2 separate regions of the Sus scrofa genome follow, and region 2 is linked to region 1. A link is a contact called in public Hi-C data. All regions are on one chromosome and are shown on one strand. Each heading gives the region's core, a stretch centred on a gene start, on an enhancer-like site or on the middle of the called end of the contact. The rest is flanking DNA. Distances are from core to core; before and after follow the strand shown. Region 1 overlaps LOC110255752 (a long non-coding RNA gene). Region 2 has its middle 48 kb from the start of FAM124A.

Evidence for each region. A called contact is a pair of places that touch in the nucleus more often than the background predicts.
Region 2: a Hi-C map of omental adipose tissue shows a contact between it and region 1, with 2.6 times the contacts expected there. The contact joins two enhancer-like sites. A contact is called at or near these places in 2 of 5 promoter capture datasets (fetal skeletal muscle and liver), 26 of 47 Hi-C or Micro-C datasets (adipose tissue, alveolar macrophages, brain and 15 more) and 2 of 2 datasets of contacts at active chromatin or transcription factors (alveolar macrophages and skeletal muscle).

The regions. Positions count from the first base shown.
Region 1 is chr11:16,566,705-16,569,404 of Sscrofa11.1, forward strand. All of the region lies in intron 3 of LOC110255752 (a long non-coding RNA gene), which reads left to right. Among named protein-coding and RNA genes, the nearest start is that of SERPINE3, 67 kb to the left of the region's middle. Within about 2 kb of position 1,312, at least 3 of the 83 cell types and tissues checked have an H3K27ac peak or open chromatin away from gene starts, as enhancers often do. A contact at or near this core is called in omental adipose tissue, where this site is marked.
Region 2 is chr11:16,704,537-16,707,236 of Sscrofa11.1, forward strand. No RefSeq gene overlaps it. Among named protein-coding and RNA genes, the nearest start is that of FAM124A, 48 kb to the left of the region's middle. Within about 2 kb of position 1,320, at least 17 of the 83 cell types and tissues checked have an H3K27ac peak or open chromatin away from gene starts, as enhancers often do. A contact at or near this core is called in omental adipose tissue, where this site is marked.

The DNA of each region.
Region 1 (2,700 bases), core at 62-2,561:
CATGGCTCAATGCAGAGTCCATCACCAGCTCTTCTTCTTCTTGTTTTTACTGGGCTGTGAACACACTGCCAGCTCCTGCGGTGTCTGTCTGATTGCAAGGAGCTTCACTGCTTCCGGCTGGCCCCAAAGCCGTGGCCATGTTGAGAGGAAAGACGGGCGCTTTCAGCACAGAGAGGGAGCAGCATCCTTGAAACAGGCCATCGGCCCCCTCCACCCGCCTCTGGCCTTGCCCAGAGGGTAATCACACCGCATTTCCCTGCAACCTGATGTTGCAGAGTCTGAGAGTTTTCCACTTGGTTTTAAAAATAAGCAAATCAAAAAAATAAATAAAAATAAGCAAATAATTGCAGTCAGTGCACAGATATGATGAAAATGCAAAGAAAACGATGGAATTTGGGCACCGCCGCTCCAGGAGCTGCAGCTCCGAGATTCTTGGAGCACACCCGTGTCTGAAGGGACCCACTGCCGCTTTGTGGTACACGTGTGGCTTTGGAGGTCCAGGAGGCCACCCCCAAGGGACATTTCGGAAAGTGGTGATGGAAATGATTTTTGGTTCAAGGTAAAGAAACAGGTCGGCCCCCTGAACTCCCAGGCCGACCTTAAAAGGTAGGCTCTAATTCTATCCTGACAGACATTAAAGAGAGCACATGCCATGTCCGCGTTCTTCTTGAAACATGTGGATTTAAGCCAGTTGGGTCTGGCAGCCATTCAGTTTGTGCTTTTGCCAAAGAGTTTGGTGGGTGTAAAGTTTAAAAATAGCTGCGTACACATAGGACGCCTGTGGGGAAATGTGGGGAAATTCTAGGTTGGAAAAAGGTTCTGTGAGCAAGTGCCCTCAATGTTTAGCTCCAAATGTTTGCAAAGACGACACACATTTTGGTGTGTAACAACCGTGTCTCGCCCTCGATCTAAACAGGGCGTGTCTGGATCCAGATGTGGCAGTGGGAGAGTGACTCAGGATGGGGGGAACTAAGGCCCTGGGGGAAAATAAGTAACATGTAAGAAGAGGTTGGGGGGGGGGGGGCGACGGGGGGAATCCATACAGGTAGGCTTGCGAAGTCAGGATTTTTCATTCTGGAAGCATGAAGGCAGCAGGAATTAAAAGTGACAATTCAGTATGTGGCTGAGGTTCGGGTGAATGTTGGCCCCATGAGCTTTCCTCTCGCCGCAGTTTCTCCCCTGGGGCGTTTGGCTTGAGTAACTAACTATGGAGCGAGCAGCTTGATCGGTCAGGGGCTTTGGGGACGGGGCGTGAGGACGGGGCTGTCTCAGGAAAAGAGCACCAGCCAGGCCAGCCACGAACAAGCGCATCCCTCTCGCACCTACTCCTGCTGATCTTGTTGATGGAGCTACTGCTTGGACTAAGGACTCGTTTCTCATTTGTCTGGGTGGATAACCTTGTCTCCAAACAACTATAGGACTAAGTTTCCTGTGATCTATCCCGGGTCAGGGACAACCAAGACCAGCCCATGACAGCAGTAAGAAGGGTGTGCTGGCTTCCAGGAGGCAGTGTTTGCACTAGACTTTGGTGGACGGTGGGATTTTGATGGCAGAGAGTGGGAGGAATAGTTGGAGCTTTGGGGAGTTCCCATCATGGCTCAGTGGATAATGAACCCGACTGGGATCCATGAGTACATGGGTTTGATCTCTGGACTCACTCAACAGATTAAGGATCTGGTATTGCTGTGGCTCTGGCGTAGGCCGGCGGCTACAGCTCCCATTCACTCCTAGCCCGGGAACCTCCATATGCCGCAGGAGCGGCCCAAAGAAATGGCAAAAAGACAAAAAAGGGGGTCAAATGAGAGTTACAGCTGCCGGCCTATACCACAGCCACAGCAATGCCGGGTCCTTAACCCATTGAGTGAGGCCAGGGATTGAACCCACATCCTCATGGGTTCATTCCTGCTGAGCCACAATAGGGACTCCCATGATACTTTTTATCGTTTTAATTACTAGGTACTTTAAAGGTACTTGGCACTCTATGAAAAGCGGTCGCTGGAGGGCTGGGAGTAGGGTTAGTTCCCTGAGGATGAGATGACGTTTCTCCCCTTCAGTCCCAGGTCCCCTTGGCTGACATGCAGTTGTTCTATGAGGTTTGCTTATCAACTCATTTGACCCAGGGATCAAACGATGCAGTACTTGGTGCATCCTGGATTTTAAACTTTATTATTATTGTTAGTGAGCATTATATCAAATTTACCAGCATGTGAGTGGAAATGAAGATGTTATGTAGTTTTTATATGTTGCACTGTTTCTTTAAACCATCGTGGGACTCAGTAAATACTTGTTGAATAAATAAATCCACTCAGATCAGTGAAACAAGTGGAGGGAACTGAATTCCTGTCAGTTTTCAGGAATCTCAGTGGAGGGTAGGCTGAGGGAATTTATGACTTCTCTGGAAGGGCTTTGAAGTGCCAGAAGCCTTTTTAACCAGTGGGGAGTGAGGTTAGAGAATTGGATTGGCTTTGGACCTGCAGACTGTAGCCAGGGATGCAGGGGGCCTCTAGGAGCTGTGGGCTAGGACTGTGGGTGGGAGCCTGAGTCTCCCAGGAGGGTGCCTGCCTCACCACTTGTCCTCTGCTTGCCAAACTCTGCAGATCTGGTCTCAACGGACTGGAGGAAGCCAGCTTGCATGCTTTCTGCCCAGGGCCAAATTTCCCTCTTCCCACTACAGCTGGAGATGTTCAGGGAGCTTTTACA
Region 2 (2,700 bases), core at 70-2,569, 140 kb after region 1:
GCCTGCAGAGGAACCTGGAAGATTCCAGAAACCCAGGGACCTCAGCCTTGGGCAGCTACAGCGTGGCCGTGCCAGCCGGGAAAGTTAGGGCTGGTCTGGCCCGAGCATCAGGGGCCCTGATGCCAGGGGTCTAAGGGGGTTTGTGCCCTTGGCAGTGAAAGGGTTTTACTCGCATTTCCTGAGGCAGGTCTTTCCCCGGGGGAGTGGATTCCCGTGGATAAGCCGGAAGCCCCGCCACGTGGAGGAGGGAGAGCTTCTCGTCCTCCTCAGACACCACAGATCTGGCCCCGCGGGGGTCATGCGCGCCCAAGCCAGGCCCGGGTGCATCCACGCAGCGTGTTGTCCATTTGTGAGTCTCCGGCTCTCGGCAGGCCTGCTTCCCTTTCAGTTTATAGCTCTCAGCTTAAATGTCACCTCCCCTGGGGGGACGTTCACCACCGCCTGCAGAAGCCTTTACCATTGTTCCCCGCTGGCCCCCCCGCAGGCTCGCTCCGCGGTGCTTGTCACAGGCACCCTAAGCCGCGCGTCCTTCCGCAGCACAGTTTGCCGTCTCCGCACCAGGCGGGGATGGCGTCTGGGGGGGAACCTGACCTAGATTAGAGGCTCAGCCTTTGCAAGAGGAGCGACAGGCTGAGCCCCAGGCCCGGGAGGTGGAGGTGGCCAAGGATGGTGAGGACCCCTCCCCGCCGCAAGTCCGAGCAGCCGCACGATCCGCCGCCCGGGGCGGTTAAGGAAATCGCAGGGGGCCGAGGGCTCCGCAAACGCAAAGCGCTCTCAAGTGCCGTTTGCTTCCATTTGCTTAGTTCCATTTACTCTAAGTGCTTCTTCTGCGTTCCCGGATCCCTTTAAAAGGAACGAAGGTGCACAGCCTGGAAGGAGGGCCCGGAGCCCCTGGTAAGGGGGCAATTTTCTTTGTTTGAGGGGACACAAGAGGCTTGGTTTGCTCATGATGTAGGGGTGGGAACTCCCTTTGATGCACGTCAGGGTGTTGGCCGAGATGGCGGTGGGGTCTCCGAGCTCTTGCTTCTGCAGATGCCCACTTATTAGGGGCTCTGAGTGTCCGCTAAGGAGGAAGAGGCCACCTCTGCTTTTGAAACACCTGCTACAGAAACAACTTAGGAATTCCAAAATGAGCGAACAAATCAGGGTGCATTTTACGTGTTTCTGTTTAACAAACAGATGCTTTTAACACACACCCAGGTGTGCAAGATGTGCCCCACCAGGCAGCCCTCAAAGGAAGAGTGGGGCAGCAAGGCGCTGGACCACACCGTCTGCTCACCACTGTCTCCCCGCGCAGAGCATGCTGGGCGCTGGTTTTGTGTTTTCTGGGTGACAGCAGGCCCGGTCCGCGTAGTCACCCTCCTGGCCTCACACCCCCCCTGACAGGACCGTCTCTCCCCCAAGGTCTGGGAGGAGGTCTGCCTCCGGGTGCCCTTTACTGTCTGGTTGGTCCTCTTCCTTAGTGGGGACTGACTCCAGGATGCCTCAGGCTCGTTTGGGGGGGGGGGGCGTGAGATCCCCGAGGGTGAGGCCCTGGAACCACCTCTATAATCAGCAGCTTCTGCAGTAGGTGGCCCTCCTGGGAAGCAGCCTTTCCCCTCTTTTGCCAGCTCTTAGTTAGAGACCTGCCCACATCCCTCGATCCCGGGGCCCAAGACTCAGGAACTGATTAGTTCAAAAACTCGTCACAGAGCCCAGGATGCTGGGTCCAGGAAGACAAGGATGCGTGAGGAGCAGCTGGGTTCTCTGGAGCACACATCCGCTTGGGTTCTGGATCCGAACTGATCTGGGTTCACCTCGCTTCTGATTGGGGAGTGGGGTGGGGTGTTAGCTATGTCTCCCCATCAGTGGAAGGAAAACAAAGCACCCTAGGGTGGTTGGGAGGGTCACAGGAAATAGAGGAAAGTGCCCGACGATGAGCGGGTTGCAGGGTGGGTGCTGACCCTGCAGGCTGGGGGGCGGGGGTGGGCAGCGGGGCTCCTCCCAGTGACCCAGACCCTGGCTCACTGAACACAGGCCTCCCCAGCCCCTCCCCCTCCGCCCCCAGGAGTGGAGGCGGCTCCCTAAGTGAGCATCTGTGGTTTGCCCGAGTCACGTGCGTGCCTTCTTGCCTCTTCCGTCCCCGAAACCAGCCCCCCTGTTTTAAATGTGCAAGTCCGTCCTATGCTTTGGTGAGATTCAGAGGGACAGAGAGGGGGAGTGCTATAGAATGAAAGCAGTGAGAGGAAGTGAACCACCGGGACTCAGCCGGGGAGGGAGATGTAGGCGGACGCCCCTCCGGCCCTTGCAAAAAGCAGAGGGGCAGGAACCTTGCAAAGCAGAGGGGCAGGGTTCCAGGAAGGAGGGCTTGGAGGTTTGCAAGTGAGGAGGCAGAGGCGGCTGGGGGCTACGGATGCTGAGACACCCCTCCTCCCTGCTGCTTTCAGCTTTAGTCGCTGGGGCAACCCGAGGAGGAGCAGCTACCCTCAGGACAACCGCGGTCCCGCCTCCTCCAACCCCGGACCAGTCCCCGCGTGGTACCGGCATCCGGCATCCCAGGGCCCGGAGGGGTGGGGCGGGCGAACTTTGAACCGAGGAGGCAGGAGGTGGGCGGGGCCGGCAGCGCCTCACTCCTCCTCCCTTTTTGGGGCCGCATCAGGGCCTGCTCCCTCGTTCTTGTGGACAGGGTGGGTCCGGTGCTGAACTCTGCTTCCCTCCCGC